2 separate regions of the Canis lupus genome follow, and region 2 is linked to region 1. Evidence: chromatin contacts called from public Hi-C data. All regions are on one chromosome and are shown on one strand. Each heading gives the region's core, a stretch centred on a gene start, on an enhancer-like site or on the middle of the called end of the contact. The rest is flanking DNA. Distances are from core to core; before and after follow the strand shown.

Region 1 (3,543 bases), core at 614-3,113:
TATTATTATTATTTTAGATTTTATGTATTTATTCATGAGAAACACAGAGAGAGGCAGAGGAAGAAGCAGACTCCCTGTGGGGAGACCGACCCGGGACTCATTCTGAGGAACCCGGTGTTACCACCTGAGCCAAAGGCAAACGCTCAACCGCTGAGCCACCCAGGTGCCCCAAAAGAGAAATTTTAAACAAAGGAATTTAAATATAAATTAACATAAAATGAATACGTATCAAATATTTTATTTTAGTGAAATTAATCAAGGAATTAGTTAAGTGTTAAAAAACTAGTTCAGGGGACACCTAGGTGGCTCAACGGTTCAGCATCTGCCTTCTGCCTTTGGCTCAGGGTGTGATCCAGGGTCTGGGGGTGGAGTCCCGCATTCGGCTCCCGGCAAGGAGCCTGCTCCCTCTGTCTCTTCCTCTCTCACCGTGTCTCTCATGAATAAATAAAATCTTAAAAAAAAAAACAAAACAAAAGAACTAGTTCTGGAGGGGACACTTGGCTGGCTCAGTCAGTAGAACACGCGACTCAATCCCGGGGTTGAGAGTTCAAGGCCCATATTGGGCATGGGGTCTACTTAAAATAGAGTAAATAAATAATAAATTTTAAAATATTCTATTAAAAAACTAGTTCAAAGGAGAATTAAAAGATCTAAGCAATCAGGAACACTGAAATGAATTTGTTAATAGATGCAAAACTGGTTAGGGCCATAACTACAAAATTGATTAACTACAAGACTTAAGTTCCATTATAATCGTTTCCTACAACTAACACAAATGTAAAATAGCTCAATGATAATGAAAGAGAGAACCTGGAAGAGCCAGCTAGAGAAGACATCCAGTATCTTTTTTCTTGGCCATTTCAAGGTGTTCCACAATTTCCCAGCAAAATCATACGTAAAATGTCTTGACGTGCATGCATCTTCCTAGGATGCTCATCCATAGCCTTTACCATTTTTAGAGGAAACGGTGTCAAAAACGTTAAGTCATTGTTCTACCATGGCTGACCATTCAACGGTACCAGAACACCGTGCCTGTTCTTTCAATTAGTCTTGTCTTTACTTGCCTTATAAACTCCTATTCAATTTTCAAGGCCCACGTTAAATGGCATCTTACTCTCTCCAGCTTTCCACCACCACGTCTCCCCTAATTTATTGCCTCCTCATCTATTTTCCCTCAAGCACATTTATTAACGCATTCAGTACACTCCACTGACATTTATAATTTGTTAGCTCCCTTCCGTAACTGGATTTTTCGATTCTCTGATGACAAAAACTAGAATCCCGAAAATAAGAAAGTGACTTAACTTTAAAAACTTAAGTGCTCACACTCGCTATCGTTTGGCCGCCAACGCTCACATCTACGAGGCCCGGCGATTTCACCTCTGGCTACGGCCCCCCGTCGACACCAGTCCTTTCCCAAGTACGCTGCCCAATACCGGGCGGGCCCCCGATCTCCTAAAGCCGGACGATATGCGCCCCCAATCTCCGAAAACTGGAACTACAAGGGCCGCTGAAGGACCTTTGCGCGTGCGCAGAGGAACAGGACGAGCAAACCGATGGGCTTGTGGGAGGGGACGAAGTGAAAGGGCCGACAGATGATAGAATGGAGCGCGTGACAAAGGACTTAGAAGACTTGAAGCCTCACTCAACCTGAGCGACACGATCTACAGTTTACTTCCAACTTACTCTGTCCAGTTCCCAAAATACTGGGCCGGTGATTTCGTCCTCCAACCTTTCCGTCTCCAGATCCTTATAGAGCTGGTTTCCGCGTCATAGGGTGGGCGACACGGTTCTCCCGTACGCCTCCGAAAAGGCGAGCGCGAGGACGGAGACGGCGCGCCCGGCGCTTGCGTCACGGGCGTGAGCTGGCGCAAGGGGCGGGGCGTCGGGTTACCCGGCTGGCCGAGGAGGCTCACAGACCACGAGAAGTTTTGATTGGCGGTTTGCAAACGTCGGTACTTGTGGGCGGGCTGAGTAGTGGGTCCTGATCCCGTGCGGTCCCGGGTTGATGACGTCACAGCCTTCCGCGGGAGAAATTCGAACGTGTGTTTTACGGACCGGTGAAGTCCTCTGCTTCTCTGGGAGTGAAGGTGGATAGGAAAGGGGATGTGAACGAGAGGCGGCGTCGCAATTTAGGGCAAAGTGTTGAGAGGCTCTATTGCGCCGGAAGCGAGCCGTTGCTGGTGCTGTTTGGAACCAGGTGTGGGGAGTGACAGCCTTTCCAGCCTCTGCGTTGCACTTCCGGCAATAAGTGTAAGGACCAGAGAGAGTTTTGCTCTTTGTGTTTATCTAGGCCTGACAGAGGGTCAAGTCTCACTGCCATTCGGTTACACAGAATCATGGTAATTATTATCTTGGCAATGAAATGTGGGCTTCTCTGGGTCATTTGGACTGAGCGACTTCTTAACAGGATACTGGGTTTGAGACTCTGGAACTTTTAAATCTGAACTATTTAGGGATTCTAAAGATCTTGCTTGTTCCAAAATAAAAAGACCAAAAACATCTCCTCGTACTTAAACATAAATAAGACTGGTTCATATTTTATGGAGAACACAGAATTTTATATATGAATGTATAAAGCAGCATAGGGACGTATGGGTAATGTCTTTGGGGAGGTAATGTGCACATCTGTGGTTATATAATTATTGCAGACATCTGAGGTATCCCTACCGCTTTTAAAACTTTGCACGTTGAACTTTTACCCGTTGGAGGTGGGTCAACATTTGACGTAGATGATTTTTAGAAAAAAAATTTTTCTTAAAGATTTTATTTATTTATTCATGAGAGACACACACAGAGAGAGAGAGAGAGAGAGAGGCAGAGAGAGACACGGGCAGAGGGAGAAGCAGGCTCCATGCAGGGAGCCCGACGCGGGACTGGATCCGGGATCACGCCCTGAGCGGGAGGCCGAGGTCTACTCAAGGGCTGAACCACTCAGGCGTCCCCAGATTTTTTCTTTTTTTCTTTTTTGTTTTTACTTTTCACTTAAATGCCATGTTGTTAGCTGATACCATTTCAACTATTTAACGGTAAACGGTATTTTAACTCCTTTGTTTTTTTTTTTTTTTACTCCTTTGAACGTAGGACTTAGGCCTCTTCTAAAGATTTTAGTATTTTATTTTTTAAAGATTTTATTTATTTATTCATGAGAGCACACAGAGAGAGAGGCAGAGATGCAGGCAGAGGGAGAAGCAAGCCCCTTGCAGGGAGCCCAACGTGGGACTCGACCCCAGGTCTCCAGGATCACACCCCAGGCTGCAGGCAGCGCTAAACCGCTGCGCCACCAGGGCTACCCTCCCTTATGCCTCCTATCAGCAACCAGAGCGATCTTTGTAAAACCCAAGTTAGATTATGTAATCTTATTCTTAAAACCCTACCATTTGCACTCCCTTTATAGAAAATTCAAACAACTTGGCATAGCATAGAAGGCCCTCTGACTCCTATTGCTCATTTTTTTCAATCTTCTCTCTCACTCACTATTCATTGTCTTAACTTGACCCCTTAATTGAACTGAATTCCTTGGTCATGCCTTGGTGTGTCTTT
Region 2 (3,543 bases), core at 329-2,828, 290 kb after region 1:
GTTAGAGTGTATTGAATAGAAGGTGGGTTTCATATAACCCAATTACCAGCAAGCAACAAAAACAAGCAATGCTTCTTTTTTTCCTTCTCTAAGGTGTGACTGTATTACCACAATTATTTTTCGATCTTAGTGAAATGCAATAGGTTTTCAGGTATATCTGCTAAATTATGGGCTACTAAAAGTATCTAAAACTATTTTTAAGATTCTTTCCATGTAAAAATATACTAGATTGTGGGCATTTTATGTTATTTTTACATTAAATGATTCATCACGGATAGTTCAAACAGTAAATCACTCTTTTCAGAATCAACAACATATCTGCCTATTATTTTCTTCTATTTTGACTTGATAAACAATTCCAGCCTGACTTATGAGATATCCATTTCCCTGAAGGTTCCTTTTAATCTCTTCCTAAATCGGTAGCCTAGGAATAATGTAAGGGAACAGCAAAATGAAATAATATTCAGCATCATAAATTTTGGCAATTATTGCATTTTCTTTATTCGTGCTATTAATAGCATCTACTATACTAGTCCTTTGCCACTTATAAAGCATTTTCAAATCTTAATATCAAAGGTTGGAGATCAGAAACTACAATTCTGATAATGTTATTTTATTGTATAGGTTTATTGGTATAGTTAAGTTGTGTATCTTACCTTCTACATGCTCTAATGTTCTTCAGCTGAAAGATGATACTCTCGCTATCTCCACTCCAGAGAAGAAATAATAAATGCTGATGATTAACAAACAAAATTGCAGCCTTACAGGAATCTGCTTCCTCTGTAGTTATACTCTTCCTTCCTCAGGTTTATGGTTCCTAATTATACCTAACCAACTCTGAGAGGTCAAAATTTAGCCCCCTCAAAGAATCTCTTTATCAGATGGGGAAGTAGCAAGTATCAATGTCGTTTTACGGCCAGTGAAACTGACCTGCAAAGGAGCAACTCTCCTGCAAATCAGGGTCAGAATCCAGACAGATGAGTAGTTTCCATCTGACACCTACCAGAATTGGTGGGTAGATTCCGAAGCTCCGAGGTAAGTGGGCCAGTTTAACCTTGGTCACTGCTAGCTTTGTCCTCTCTCCTCAGTCTTTCACTCTCGATATAGTCTTACTCGTACCCCGCTCTAGACACTGATTGTCTTTAAGTTCCTCCACCTGTAGTTTATTCCGAACCTTCTCCCTGAGGCAGAAAAATACTATTACTTTTTTCACTGGAGGCCCTAAAGGACTCCTGGGCGGGTTAAGCGTTTCTCAATGCACCTTGCACCAGCCTATACGTGCGGAACCCCAGACTCTGGATGATGAGGGAGAGATCCCTCCAGGTGGACGGGGCGGAGGAGGAAGCCCTGGACTGCTCTGGTGTAGGGTGGGTGCTGACTAGGAGCTCTGCGGCACCCCCAAACCCGGTCTCTGCCCTGGCTCGCTCCACGGGACACTTAGCCACCCTCAGGGCTGCAGGTCACTCACCCGTAAGGGGGACCCACTCTCCCGACCGCGAGGATTAAATGAAATCCTACAGGCCGTGCACCTCGCTTGTCTAGGAAGTCACTTCGACTCTCCGCCCACCCCTACCCCGTCCCGGGCCCACACTCGAGGTCGGGCGGCACAGGGCGGGGGCAGGGCGTTGAAGCGACTCCGCTCCCTTTTCAAACTCTAGCTCACTAGCCCCATCCTTTTGAGGGGCCACCTGTTTGGGGAGGTAAGGTACTCGCCAGTTTTACTGCGCTTCAAACCTGGCCTGGAACCTCAGAAAGACGGCCAGGGGGCTGGGCCTCTCGCGCACCCCGCCTCAGCAGCCTCGCACACCCGGCGGAGAGGGGAGGGGGCGCGCGGGGGCGCGCGGGGGCACGCGGGGGCGCGCGGGGGCGGGGCCTGAGAACCGCCGCGCCACGCTCCGGCCTTTATAAAGGCTTCGGGGCGTCTACAGGGCGCACTTCGCCGGGAGCGGGAGGAGCGGTGCGGGCCCCGCCGCCTCCGCGCACCGCCCCCGCCCCCGCACCCCCGCGCCCCCGCGCCCCCGCGCCCCCGCGCCCCCGCGCCCCCGCGCCCCCGCGCCCCCGCGCCCCCGCGCCCCCGCTTCGGCCCCGCCCCCTCCCCTGGGCTCCCAGCGCCCTCTGGCGCCCCCTGGAGCTGCGGCGGGGGGCGCGCGGGGGGCTCCGACGGTCGGCGGACTCCAGCCTCCGCGCAGGCCCCTTTAGTCTCGTGCGGGGCCTGGAAAAGCGAAGCCGCTCTGGGGAAGCCAGTTCACCGACTCCCCGGCCCCGAGGTATCCGGGCGGGCTGCGGTCTGGGGGTGAAGTGCGGAGGGTGTCTGGCCTGTTTATCGCCCCGAGAGGGAAGCTTCCTTTGTGTAGGGGTCTTTCGGGGTGCGCTACAGAGAGTCACAGCCCCTGCTCCCGCCGGCCCAGCGCGCGGGCGCGCTTGAGCAATTACAGCACGGCCCCAGCTTTACGAAATTTAGGAATATTTATAAATGCGATGGGGGGAATACTGAAAGGAAATACCAGAAGATGGGGTGTGTTTTCTTTGTGCTTTTCTGTGCTTTGCAAGGTGTCCCCCCCCCCCCAATCAGAAAACAAAAAAGAATTCCATTTATCAAGTGTAGCTCAGCAGTGGTGCGTGAACCCCCGGGCGTCCCCCAGGCCCCTTCCCACCTGCAGGGACTTGGCTACGGGGCCGCGGGCTCCCTGGAGCTCTCTGCTGCGGGGTCTTCCGGCCCTGGCCTCCTTACCTTAGCTGTTCCTTAGAAAAATAGGGTAATCGGCTGTTTTCTGGGACTTCCCAGCTTTCAGATTGAAAGGAGGAATTTCCCAAATCCTCCGGAAGCCAGAACCCACGCTGTACCTCATAGCGGATGTCCCCAGCCACCGAAGAAGCTGGACTCTGCAAATCTGATTGCGTACAGGCTCCTCAGACAGAGCGGGACAAAGAAGACACTGTCTTTGGGAAAAAGTGAGCTCTCTCAAGGTTTTTACCTTGCTCTTTCTGGTTTTCACGACCTTTTTTTCCCCTCTTTTTTTTTTCAAAACCTATTATTTAAGAGTTGATTCTGCTGAACAGTAGTAGAGTTCATAGATGTCTTCGAATCCACACTGGGGTGATGACCCCAGTGTGGGGGAGTTGGTCAGGAGGGAGGTTGGTCAGGAGGAAGGTGGTCAGGAGGGAGGATGGTCAGGAGGAGTGCCCTGTCTTTTGCTGTGCTTCAGAGTTTCTCTTCTCTCCTATGAGCTCAGTGTTGAGTGTTGGTGGTGGGGAGAGCCTTTGAAAAAAGGCTACTTGCAACAAGACAAAAGTCATACTTTCTCTTGAGATTATTGATAGTGGGAGCTGAGGAGGGATGAAAGTAAAACTTTTAGAATACCTCCCTTAACACGTTGCTCAGAACACACTCCAATATTGCAGTAGATCTTATCTTAAAAAACAAACTTAAAGCATGAGAGTCCTCTTGGCATGCATGACCACCCAGGGGCACCAGACTTTCTGTTAAACTGCTTGGACACCTGGTTCCTCCTTTGAGCAAAAATATCTTTTTGTTCATGACAG

What was found. A called contact is a pair of places that touch in the nucleus more often than the background predicts.
Region 2: a Hi-C map of blood shows a contact between it and region 1, with 5 times the contacts expected there. The contact joins the promoter of TIFA here to the promoter of LARP7 in region 1. A contact is called at or near these places in 2 of 9 Hi-C or Micro-C datasets (both in blood).

What each region holds. Positions count from the first base shown.
Region 1 is chr32:7,466,690-7,470,232 of UU_Cfam_GSD_1.0, forward strand. LARP7 (la-related protein 7) reads right to left here and starts at 1,864. Exons shown (of 13, transcript XM_038581864.1): 1 at 1,687-1,864. It overlaps ZGRF1 (protein ZGRF1), which reads left to right and starts at 1,894. Exons shown (of 28, transcript XM_038581861.1): 1 at 1,894-2,253.
Region 2 is chr32:7,755,632-7,759,174 of UU_Cfam_GSD_1.0, forward strand. TIFA (TRAF-interacting protein with FHA domain-containing protein A) reads left to right here and starts at 1,579. Exons shown (of 3, transcript XM_038581893.1): 1 at 1,579-1,700; 2 at 2,786-2,952. It overlaps ALPK1 (alpha-protein kinase 1), which reads right to left and starts at 2,884. Exons shown (of 16, transcript XM_038581883.1): 1 at 2,732-2,884; 2 at 1,004-1,181.